Regions from separate parts of the Mus musculus genome. Here region 1 is linked to region 2. Evidence: chromatin contacts called from public Hi-C data. All regions are on one chromosome and are shown on one strand. The core of a region is the stretch at or near the end of the contact, and the rest is flanking DNA. Distances in the headings are between cores, read along the strand shown. Region 1 overlaps Gramd4 (GRAM domain containing 4). Region 2 overlaps Celsr1 (cadherin, EGF LAG seven-pass G-type receptor 1).

Evidence for each region. Hi-C and Micro-C count contacts between places; a contact is called where the count stands out from the background.
Region 1: a contact with region 2 is called in a Hi-C map of the G1E-ER4 cell line, with 3 times the contacts expected there. The contact joins two enhancer-like sites. A contact is called at or near these places in 1 of 15 datasets of contacts at CTCF or cohesin (large pre-B cells), 6 of 484 Hi-C or Micro-C datasets (CD8 T cells, the G1E-ER4 cell line, Th1 cells and 2 more), 2 of 115 datasets of contacts at active chromatin or transcription factors (acute myeloid leukemia and pancreatic cancer cells) and 3 of 9 other capture datasets (adipose tissue, liver and pancreatic islet).

The regions. Positions count from the first base shown.
Region 1 is chr15:86,121,194-86,126,958 of GRCm38.p6, reverse strand. It overlaps Gramd4 (GRAM domain containing 4), which reads right to left. Exons shown (of 19, transcript NM_001379572.1): 5 at 4,707-4,780; 6 at 1,703-1,835; 7 at 1,077-1,102. Among named protein-coding and RNA genes, the nearest start is that of Gm15722, 33 kb to the right of the region's middle. Within about 2 kb of position 3,393, at least 49 of the 459 cell types and tissues checked have an H3K27ac peak or open chromatin away from gene starts, as enhancers often do. A contact at or near this core is called in the G1E-ER4 cell line, where this site is marked.
Region 2 is chr15:85,968,992-85,974,213 of GRCm38.p6, reverse strand. The region is part of intron 2 of Celsr1 (cadherin, EGF LAG seven-pass G-type receptor 1); the gene reads left to right. Among named protein-coding and RNA genes, the nearest start is that of Celsr1, 62 kb to the left of the region's middle. Within about 2 kb of position 3,688, at least 106 of the 459 cell types and tissues checked have an H3K27ac peak or open chromatin away from gene starts, as enhancers often do. A contact at or near this core is called in the G1E-ER4 cell line, where this site is marked.

The sequences.
Region 1 (5,765 bases), core at 2,144-4,643, 150 kb before region 2:
CACAGTGCTGGCCTGCCTTGTAGCACACAAGCAAGCAGGGTCAGGCGGGCCCCCAAGGCAGAAGCAAAGTCAGCTCACGGGTCGCATTGGGTGCGAGACCCAACCCCCTGAGGCCCCTGCTGCCAGTGTCCCTCCTGACTACTGACTGCGGTCCCCATAGGGAGATGCCACCTGCCCCCAGTGCAGCCCACAAGTAGCAGGAGATGGGGAAGGGAAGAAACAGTGAGGACAGCTGCTGTCTGCACTCTGAGGGGCTGAAGGAATATCAGAGGACAGAGCCGTATTTCATCCTGCATCAGTGGTTCTCGAACTGTGGTGGGAGCCACTTTGGGGGTGGGGTCGAAGAATGACCCTTTCATAGGGGTCACCTAAGACCATCCGAAAGCACAGATACTTATGATCCATAACAGTAGTAAAAGTTACAGTTATGAAGTAGCAACCAAAATAATCTTATGGTTGGGGGTCGCCACAACATGAGGAATTGTATTAAAGGGCTGCAGCAGCAGGAGAACCACTGAGAACCATTGCTGTAAATTCTAAGTTGATCAGAGCAGGTTCAACGCTCGGTTGGGCCTGAAGGTGGTGTGTCCCAGGCACACAACACCACAAGTTTTTGTCTCAGGGAGGATGGGGGAGGAGTTGCCCTTAAATGCTTTTCTAGAGAGTTCTATTCAGCTCACAATCATAGAGGCTACCCTCTCCCCTCTCCTCTCCCCTCTCCCCCCTCCCCTTTCCCCCTGCCTACTCCTCCTTCCCTCTCTTCTCCCCCCTCCCCTCCCTCTCTCCTTCTACCCCTCCCCCTCTCTTCTTTCCCTTTCTCTGTCTCCTTCTCCTCCCCCTCCTCTTCCCCCTCCCCTCCCCTCTTCCCTTCTCTTCTCGCCCTTTCCCTCTCTTCCTCCCCTCTCTTCTCTTCCTTCCCCTCCTCCTCCCTCTCCTCTTCCCCCTCCCTTCCTCTCCTTCTACCCCTCCCTCTCCTCCTTCCTTCTGTCCTCCCCATCTCCTCCTTCCTCTCTCCCCTCCCCCTCTCCTCCTTCTCCCCCCTCCTCCTCCCTCATGCCAAGACCCACAGTACTTACTCAGTCTTCTCATGTTTTCAGTTAACCTGAGAGAGAGAAAGAGAGAGAGAGAGAGAGAGAGAGAGAGAGAAAGAGAGAGTCAGTCTTAGTGTGAAGTCACCAACAGCTCAGCATGCCACTCTGAGAAAACACCACTACTAACTAGTATGAGGGCAGCAAGGAGGACATCCAAGTGCCTGGGACCCTCAGGAGCCTGGAGACAATGCACAGTGACCAGAGCACAGTACTGAGTGCCCTTGGGTACCCTTGCAGCTCAGGAGGCACCTTGATGGTCTGGCTCTCTAGAACCCCTGGGGCCCATGAGAACGTCTGCTTATGGGGAGCCTCTGTCTACGGACCCGGTCCATGAACCGTCAAGTGATCCAACCCCCACGATGGACACCGGGCACACACAACCCTCACGTGACTTTTGTCACAAAGCACAAGTCAGTCAACATGGATGGGACATGATTCTACTTTCCCACGAGCCCCTCCGAGGAGGTGGCCCAGAAACATAGGCACAGGGGGTCTTTAGGAGCTTGTGGCAGCCCCTTCCACAGGATATCAAGACTGACTGGCCCACTGATGCTTAGTGCGGGGCCCTGGTCCTAGCATGAAGACCCTTGGTCTCGGTGAGGCGCCCCTACCTGCGGGCGCTGAGGGGCTCCTCCGTCTCTACTGTGTTCTCCTCTGGTTGGAAGCGGAAGTCCTCGATGTATTCCCCAAACCTCTCATAGAACCACTTCTGTACACGGGAGGCCAAGCCCTGGCTGCGGCGCTCTGTGGGGAGGAGCAGACATCAGAGAGGGGTGCTGCAGGGTCTACACAGCCCCTCCTGAGGTGGGATGGAGAGGTAGGGCAGGCATGGGGCCTCACAGAAAATGTCAGTCTGGGTGGGGATAAGGGAAAGGTTTATAGGAGTGAAGGCTACACTCCGGAGCGAGGTGTGAAGGGCCCAGCCAGAGGAGCCTGTGAAGGAAGGCCTTAGCTCCCTGAAGACACTAGGTTCAAACCAAAAGATGCAGGCCATAGCCACCCAGCCACAGAGACCCTCCAAAGCATGATGTCTCCAGCCTCACACTTGACCGCAGCAATCTCCAGACCTCAAATTCCCAGCAACCTTGGGCTTATGTCCAGGCCGTGTCTGACCATGGGAAGAGGCTGAGGGAGTTCACCATGCCAGGTCCTGGGGTCCAGCCAGTGTGTGTAGGGCACAGTGGGCTACAAGGCCCAGAGACCAAGCTGCTGGCCAAGGTGAGCTCACAGAGATCGGCTGTGTCTCACAACCCAAGAGAAGGCCAGGGCTGAGGCTGCCTGGCAGTGCCCCCAGACTGCACCCTAAAGAAAACAAGATGTGGAGTTGCCTGCAGGGGGCACTGCTCCACCATAATTTAAAAGCCTGGGACTGGCAGGCAGCACTCAAACACCACCAGACACCTGGGGTGCCATAAACACAGATATCATGTATTAATTAAAACTTAAAGAAAACACACCAGGTGTGCTGTGGAGTCAGAGAGAGTGGACAATAGTCAATGTAAACAAAGTTGAGGGACATGGGTCACTAGAGTGGAGGCTACGGGGTAGGGGGAGAAGGTAGGTGGGCTGAGATATGTGTCTTCTGGGGCTACCCAGACAGCCTGCAGGCCTATCTGGCTTTATTACCATCACCAAGGTTTGCAGGTGGATCCAGGTAGGCACAGAAGCTTGTATGGGAGCCAAAGGCCGTCTAAAGGCCAGGCAAAAGACTGGCCAGCCTGTGTCTCCATTGGATTATTTATGGACACTGGACACACGGTTCAGTTACTGGAAAATCACCTTCCTTGTGTTTTTTTCCCCAAGCATTTAAATATATAAAACGCTATTTAAAAGTGTAAGTCCAGGCTGGGCATGATGCGGGACATCAGAAGTCCCAACACTGGTCAGGGAGCCTGATGCAGGAGGATCAGCCTGGGCTACACAGAGAGACCTTGCCTCATGAAATCAAAATGTAAAAAAGAAAACCTGACAGGGTCTATCTATGGGTTGTGGACCCCAGCCGGATCCAGGGAACATGGCCATCTGCCTGTAGGAAGCAGGTCTTCAGTCGGTCCTGAAGTCCTAAGGCCCCTGCTTGACTTCCAGGGTGGGGGATGTTTTCTGCCACACGTAGAGCTAGCTTCTTAGGAAGGAAAAGGCCTAAAGCAGTGCTTCATGCTCCAAGGGGTACAGCTGAGGTCCAGGGATAGACTGAGGCAGGTGTCTGCCTGATAACCAGATTCCTTCATTTATCTAGGATGTGGCAGAGCCAGGGTGTGGTCCCTCTCCTCTACCACATCCTTCCTGTCTTGGAGGGTGATCGAGGGCCACAGTGTGGAGAAGGCACACAGTCCCACACAGCCCACCACACCTGGAGACCACGCAATCAAAGTAAGGTTTGTGGGTGGAGAGATGGCTCAGTGGCTAGAAGTGCCAGCTAATCTTTCAGAGGACACTTGTTCGATTCCCAGCACCCACATGGTAGCTTACAAACATCTGTAACTCCAGTTCCGAGAGATTCTATGCCCCTTCTTCCAGCCTCCATGGGCACCAGATACTTATATGGTACAGACACACATGACGGCAAAACACTCGTACGTATAAAATAAAAATAGATCTTTTTTTAAAAGAGAAAAAAATAGGCCGGGCAGTGGTAGTGCACGCCTTTAATCCCAGCACTTGGGAGGCAGGGGCAGGCACATTTCTGAGTTCAAGGCCAGCCTGGTCTACAAAGTGAGTTTCAGGACAGCCAGGACTACACAGAGAAACCCTGTCTCGAGAAATCAAAAATAAATAAATAAATAAAATTTTTTAAAAAGGCCTGACCTTAATGAGAAGACAAAGGGTCCCCAGCCCCTGTGAAGGAGCAAGGAGCTGGGTGACCCGAGTTCTCAAGCCTCACTGCCACCAAGCACTAAGGGTCTTGGGGTCTTCTGTGCTGCTCCTGGCCTGGTAATCAAGATTCACAAGCTAAGGGCTCTCCATCTAAGCCTGGGAACTGGCCAGGGATCCTCCGGATGGCCCGAGGAGGCCACCTCCCAGGGGATGCAGCTGCCAGACCTGCACTGGGGCTGGCTGCCAGTGGGTGGAGTGAGGCTGGACCTGGGAGAACCTTAGGAATGGCCTCCTCTTCTGGGCCTCTTCCTGATGCTGGCAGCCCAGAGCCAATGACCTAAGCCATAGCTTATGCCAAGCTTCCTGGCATAGGGAGGGAGAGTCTTGTGAATGGTCAGTATGCTGGACGGACACTGTCTGTCAGGGTGCAGCCAGGACCTGCAAGAAGTACACAGAGGACAGAGCTCCCTTCTCCTCTAAAGGGCAACTCTAGAAGCTGAAGTATGTCACAAGATGGATGTGAGCGCTAAGGCAGGGAGCAAGGGGACGTGCCCACATGGGATGACTAGTCATGGGGAACAGGTCAGTGAGTGAACGTAGCAAAGCCAGTGTGTGCCTTTTGGTGCCTCTCAGGAGGCCTGGCCAAACTAGACAACACGTCATGTCTGTGCACGGAAATGAGATCACCTTCGGGGTGACTTAAGCCACAGTGAGGGCACTGACCCAGTTTTGGTGGCAGGAGAGTCCCATATGGGAGAGCCCTGGCTAGGGAGAGAACCACCCCTTCCCAGGGGGGCCTACCTGTGCCTGTGCCATTGCTGGCCTGGCTCTGTCCCTTTGGTGGCTGCTGAGGCTGTGCTGGCTGCTCCTCGGACCTTAAAGGGGACAAAGGCAAAGTTCATGAAGCAAACGCCTGCAGCCCTCGTGGAAGTGCACTTCGGGGGACAGGTGGGATCTGTCGGCTCCCGAAGCCCTGAAGGCCGGAGGGCTGTTGAGGACAGAGCCCAGCAAGCACCAAGGTGCTTTCCCCATGGGTGTATGGTCTATTTTTCAACAGGCAAGTGAAGTCACATAAGCAAGAGGCTCTCGCCATTCCTATTAATTTTAATAGAATTGTTGGTTTCATCCTTAAGCCCAGGGAAAAAAATAGCTTACTAATGAGAATATCACACACCTCTCTATCCACACTAGGCCAAAGCTGGGTGATACTCCAATATGGTTAGGCTGGGTTCACACCAGTCACCTCCCTGGCTCCCTGCCTCCAGCTCAGCTCATGGTCATCACAAGTCTTTACCTGGCCTAACAGACTCTGCCTTCAGTTGGAGTCTTGTCTCTTTGCCTGTCACACCCTGAGGGAGCTATACACCCCAGCAGCAGCCTGGATCACATCCCTTGGGTGGCGACTCCATCCTGTTTCTCTGGCCAGCCATGTATGTATGTATGCCCTCCTCTGGAGTGTTGGAATACCAGCCATCCCAGCCTGCACTGGCTTGGGCCACGGGCACACAGTAGCTGTCCCTGCAGCTTCAGGGTGCAGTGTGAACATGCGTATGAGTATCTGTGGGGTATGTGGGCTACAAACATTGTAGGTTTTGTGTGCTAACTTGACACAAGCTAGAGTCATCAGAGAGGAAAAAGCCTCAGTTGAGGAAATGGATCCATGAGATCCAGCCGAAAGGCATTTTCTCAGTTAGTGATCAGTTGGGTAGGGCCCAGCCCATTGTGGGTGGGGCCATCCCTGGGCTGGTGGTCCTGGGTTGTATAAGAAAGCAAGCTGAGCAAGCCATGGAAGCAAGCCAGTAAGAAACATCCCTCCATGGCCTGTGCATCAGCTCCTGCCTCAAGTTTCCTGCCCTGTTT
Region 2 (5,222 bases), core at 2,439-4,938:
ACAGTGTGCCAGGTGGCCCCATCAGAAAACCCCATGTTGTGTGGTGCATTGCCTCTGAGCCGTGTCCTGATCCTGCAGAAAAATCTCCTTGAGCACAGGAAGGAGGGGCACCCAGAGAGCTGAAGGCTACAGGGTATACAACTCAGCTACGCTGGGAGTGGTTCCTAACCCTCTAACATTAGTCCTTAATGTGGGGGATAATTATCAGTTAAGGCGAAGATCATTACATTGCCCATAATTAAAATCTCAGCTAGAGCAGCGAACACTTTGAGACTCTGCGAGAGACATTACGTTTTCTTCTCGTCGCTGCGCACTTAACCTGCCACTCTGGCTCTTTCCACTTAGTGAGTTGCAACGTGAAGTATTTCTCTCCTGTGCTATCCTGAAGTTGGGCGTTAGTGCACTTCTGTGACCTTGTTTTTTGAGATCCAGATGTGGGCAGGTCCAGCTGTCTGTGAACTTTAACCCCTAAAGCCAGGGCGAGGACTGAAGGGGGCGACTGTATATTGTGGGCAAGTGTCAAGCACAGCTGACAGGCCTCCAGGATGGGCCCTCCCATCATCTCCACATCCTCTTGTGGCTGGTGCTACCAGCAGCTAGCTGGCTTGAGTTCCCTTAACCCCGAATCTGGAATCTGGAATGTTCCAAAATCCAAAACTTGGCGTGCACCAACATGATGCCAAAGTGGAAAATTCCACATCTGACCTCACGTGATGGGTTACAGTCAGAATGCAGGTGTGTCTACAAATTTGTATAAAGTTACCTTGAGGCTACATGTCAAATGTATACATGAACCATAAATGAATTTTGTGTTTAGTCTTGATACCCCTCCCAAGCTCGTTATGTGTATACGGAGATTCCAGAACTTTAAAAAGAACCTGCTGAAATCTAAAACCTTCTCATCCTAGGCACGCTTTTTTTTCTTTCTTTGAACTAAGGTCCTCTGGGGAGTTGAGGTTGACCTTTGAACTCACGATCCTCCTGCCTCAGTCTCCCGAGTGCTGGGATTTCAGGCTTATGCCGCCATACTTGTCTGTGTGGGTATGGAATGAGGGATCTGGGTTTGTATAAGGGATCTACATAGCCTGTACTGCCACCGGTGAGGTAAGATGCTTGAGCCATGTCCCTTTATGTTTCTGAAGGCCCCGAAGGCCATGGTCGAGGTATGCCCAAAGTGGGGGTGGGGGGGGTGCTTCCTGTCTCTTCAGGACTTGTTAGCCACTTGACCTATGCTGCATGGCTACTGCCTATACCTCTCCACAGTGCATGCTTCCTGTGGCCTGGTCTAAATTCTCTCTTACACAGACATCAGCCATTGGAGTAATCATCCCGAATCCAACATGTCCTCCTCTGAGCTCCCCTATACCTGCAAGAGCCTATGCCTAAATAAGTCCTACTCACCGGTGCCAGACTTAGGCAGTTCTAGACCGTCACTTCAGGGAACAACTTACTCTGCCCCATGATTCCTTTTGCTTCTTGCCCGTGTGTGTGTGTGTGTGTGTGTGTGTGTGTGTGTGTGTGCTCACATATGTGTGCGCATATGTGCGTGGGTCTAGTTCCTGCCTGGGGCAGGTGTGCTCTTGCTAAGAGGCAGTTTCCTGAGCATGGTTGTACACAGGGGTCTGAGCCAGAAGCAAGAGCAACCTGAGCCTTATCAGTCAGCTTGCAGATGGCCAAAGAAGAGTGAGTAAGAAAAGCGGAGTTAGTAGTAGGGACATGACTGGCTGTCTGGTCAGTCCTGTATTGGGTGTCTCAGCCATGGGTGAGATGGGGCCTAGCTTCCCTCACCTGACTTGTGGGCATCTCTGTTTTATACACTGTCTGGGCTGGAGGGCTGCAGGTCATCACAGCTGGGCTCACTTGGGGATGGGGAGGGCCTTGGGCTCTAAACTGAAGGATTTGGGCAAGTCTGCCTCCTCTTGGAGGCCTCGGTGGAGAGCCTGCTTTCCCCTCAGCCTCAGCAGCTACCTGTGTTGCCCTTTGCAACCTCCATCCTTGCATCCCACATTCCATCCTCCCCATCCGTTTCCTACAGAATGCTATGATGGCTTTGTCTCTTCTCCCAGTAACCCAGGGTGATCTCTCTCTCTCTCTCTCTCTCTCTCTCTCTCTCTCTGTGTCATGAACCTCATTCTGCAGAGTGTATAAAGCCCCAGCTCTCGGGTGTGGGGTATAATCTTTGGATCCATAATTTTGTGATTGCTACCTCTGGCACCCACTAGGTTGTCAGTAGAAATTTGCTGAGGGCATAAGAGAGCTACCAGACCCCGTGACTTCAGCGTGTGGCCAGGGCTTGGCTGTTCCCCCTGTTTAATGCCACTGTGGAGCCCTGACCTTCAAGCTTCCATAGAGAAATTGAGCCTCTGACCTGAGTGGTGACCCCAGAGGACTTTAGGGAAGGCAACCGTTTGCTAGTCTCCGCCCCATCCATCTTCCCCATAGCATCAGACAAAGCCCCTCTGTCTTGCCTGGGACCATAGGGGCCAGAGCAAGAGCTATGAAGGCATTGATTCCAAGCAAGAAGTTAGCACAAGACCTATTCAGAGGAGGATTTCCTCAGCACACCACTGTGTGGAGAGGGCTCCCATGCTGAGGGAAGTCTCCAGTATCCCTGCTCGGGCTGAGGACAGACTTTTGAAGACTGATACTTCAGTGCGTGTGTGTCCATGTCCTGGGTAGTTCTTTCTGTCTGTGAAGGCCTTAGAGTTCCCAGTTGGCTGCTGTGCCTGCTCTATGTGATTCAGACTTCCAGCCAGACCCCACCCCACAGGATAAAGGCCTCCCAGTCTTGAGGTCTCCCTTCCTTGCCTCCTCCTTCCCTCCTGTCTCTGTTTCTGTCTGTCCATCCCTTTCATTCTCTCCCATTCCCTCCCTTCTCCTTTCCTTCTGTCCCCATACCAACTGCTAAATACCGTGTTAAAGGGCCAGTGAGATGGCTCAGGGAGGCAAAGGGACTTACACAGGCCTGGCAGTTTGAGTTTAATCTCCAGAACTATGTAAAGGAAGGAACCAACTTCGTGAACTTTTCAACTGATATATATATATATCATGCACACATGCATATTTTTTTTTCAAATCAGAAATTGTGTTAAAGCCAGGCGTGGTGGTGCACGCCTTTAATCCCAGCACTCGGGAGGCAGAGGCAGGCGGATTTCTGAGTTCGAGGCCAACTTGGTCTACAAAGTGAGTTCCAGGACAGCCAGGGCTACACAGAAAAACCCTGTCTCGGAAAAAAAAAAAAAAAAAAGAAAAGAAAAGAAAAAAAAGAAATTGTGTTAAAACAGTGGTCCTTAATGCTGTAGCCCTTTAATACAGTTCCTCATGTCACGGTGACCCCCCCCCCCAACCATAAAGTTATTTCATTGCTCCTTCATAACTGTAATTTTGCTACTGTTATGAATCATAACGTAAATATCCGATAGGCAGGATATCTGTCTGATAACGCAATCCTGAAGGGGTTGTGCAACCCACAGGTTGAGAACCACTGTGTTAAAAAGTTCGTTTAAATCTACAAAAAGCACACTGCATGCTGTCACTTGGGCCGTCTGGCCGTCTGTCTGTCTGTCCCTGTGCCATAGTTTTCCAGTCTCTGGGTCTTCACTCTGAGCTCCTCTCACTGGCTGAAAAGAGACACAGCTCTGGGGATCGGGATGTGGGTGTGTCCTCTGGCAGCCCTTCCTGTACCACAGGGGGTTCGTTATCTTCTGGTCTCCTCTGCCCAGTGGCTTCAAGGCCATGGAGGTGGCTGTATTCTAGGGGGTGTGTTCCAAATGTCATTGCAGTACAGGACCCTTTTGGAAGCTGCTCAGAACACTGAGGCTCGGGGTGACACCCCCTCTCCCCCCTCGGGCTCTGCAGGCCCCCACCCTCAGACAGGCAGGTGGCTTCTCCAGGTAGGGAACCTTGCGGGTGGGTGGAGAGCTGATTCTTTACCGCTGGAATGCATTTTATATATATATATATATATATATATATATATATATATTTAAAAAATGGGTGTGACTGGAGTTCTAAGAATTTGCTTCAAAGACAATGAAGTCATCAGAAAAAGACAGACCCTGGACAAGCCCCAGCACTGTGGCCCCTCCTGGCCTCAGGGCTTCCTCTCCCACTGGCTGCCCCTTCTCCTAGGAGCCTTGGCGAGGGGCAGCAGGTGTCTGGGTCCTCTGTTGAGATCTGGGTAGTTTGGCCAGCGGGGAGGGGCTGGGCCACCTGAGCTTGTGGTTCTTCAGTCCCCCAGGAGGTGAGAAAGTCAAACAAAGCTGGAAACTCCCAAGGGGGAAGGGAGGACAGACTAGAACCTGGCAGTCTGCCTGGAGTGAGGAAGGAGGGAGGGAGGGAGGGAGGGAGGGAAGGAAGGGCTGGAGTGACAGTTGCCTGGAGGGGCGGAGTCAGGGCCTGGAGTGACAGCAGCATTCTAGGACCTATGCCAAAGGAGTTCTATTCCCTCACCCACCCTCTGGGTACTTGAGATGGCTCCCCAGCCAGGAGTGACTGGTCTCCCTGCTTCTGGGATAAATATATAATCTGCAAAGCAAAAGCCATTGGCTGGTGTTTGGATAGTAAACCTCTGTCCTGGGCAGTGGTGCTTTGCCAGTTTGATAGAAGTTTTGAGGCCTGAGCCATCATCTCCTGACACCTTCTTATGGTGCCGATCCTAGATATTTACATACTCTAGACCCATCCCTGCGGACTCCATACGGACACCGCTGATGCCGGCGTGGGTTACCCTTGCAGCTGTGTGAACTGACACAAGTTCCCACCTCCTCTGGGCCTTCAGCACACTGAAGCCTGCCTAGAAGAGAGCTTGTCTGGTGATGGCACAGACTGGTCTGTGATACGACTGCTCTCATGGTGCTTTCAGCATTTTCAGCCCTCAGTGTGGCCCCTGGAACAGCCAGAAAGCAAGCATCAGTGGCTAGCCCTGTCAGTCTGCTGGTCTCTGAGGTCTCCTCTGCAAAGCCAGCCTGCAGGATGCTGTCTCTCACTTCTCTACTTGGGTTTACTTGTGGGTATACCTGAGGCTGGAGGTTCTTCCTCAGGTCTGTTCAGAATCTTTGGGCTTGAAAGAGATCCCGGGTCCAAAGGCAACCTCATGTCACGATCCATGTGGGTTAAAGGGTCTGCTCTGTCTGAGCGCTGCAGCTGGCCGCAACCCTCTCTCTGCCTCACCTCTCACTGCCTCTAGCTTCCTCATCGCCCTTGGATCTGCTTTAAGACTC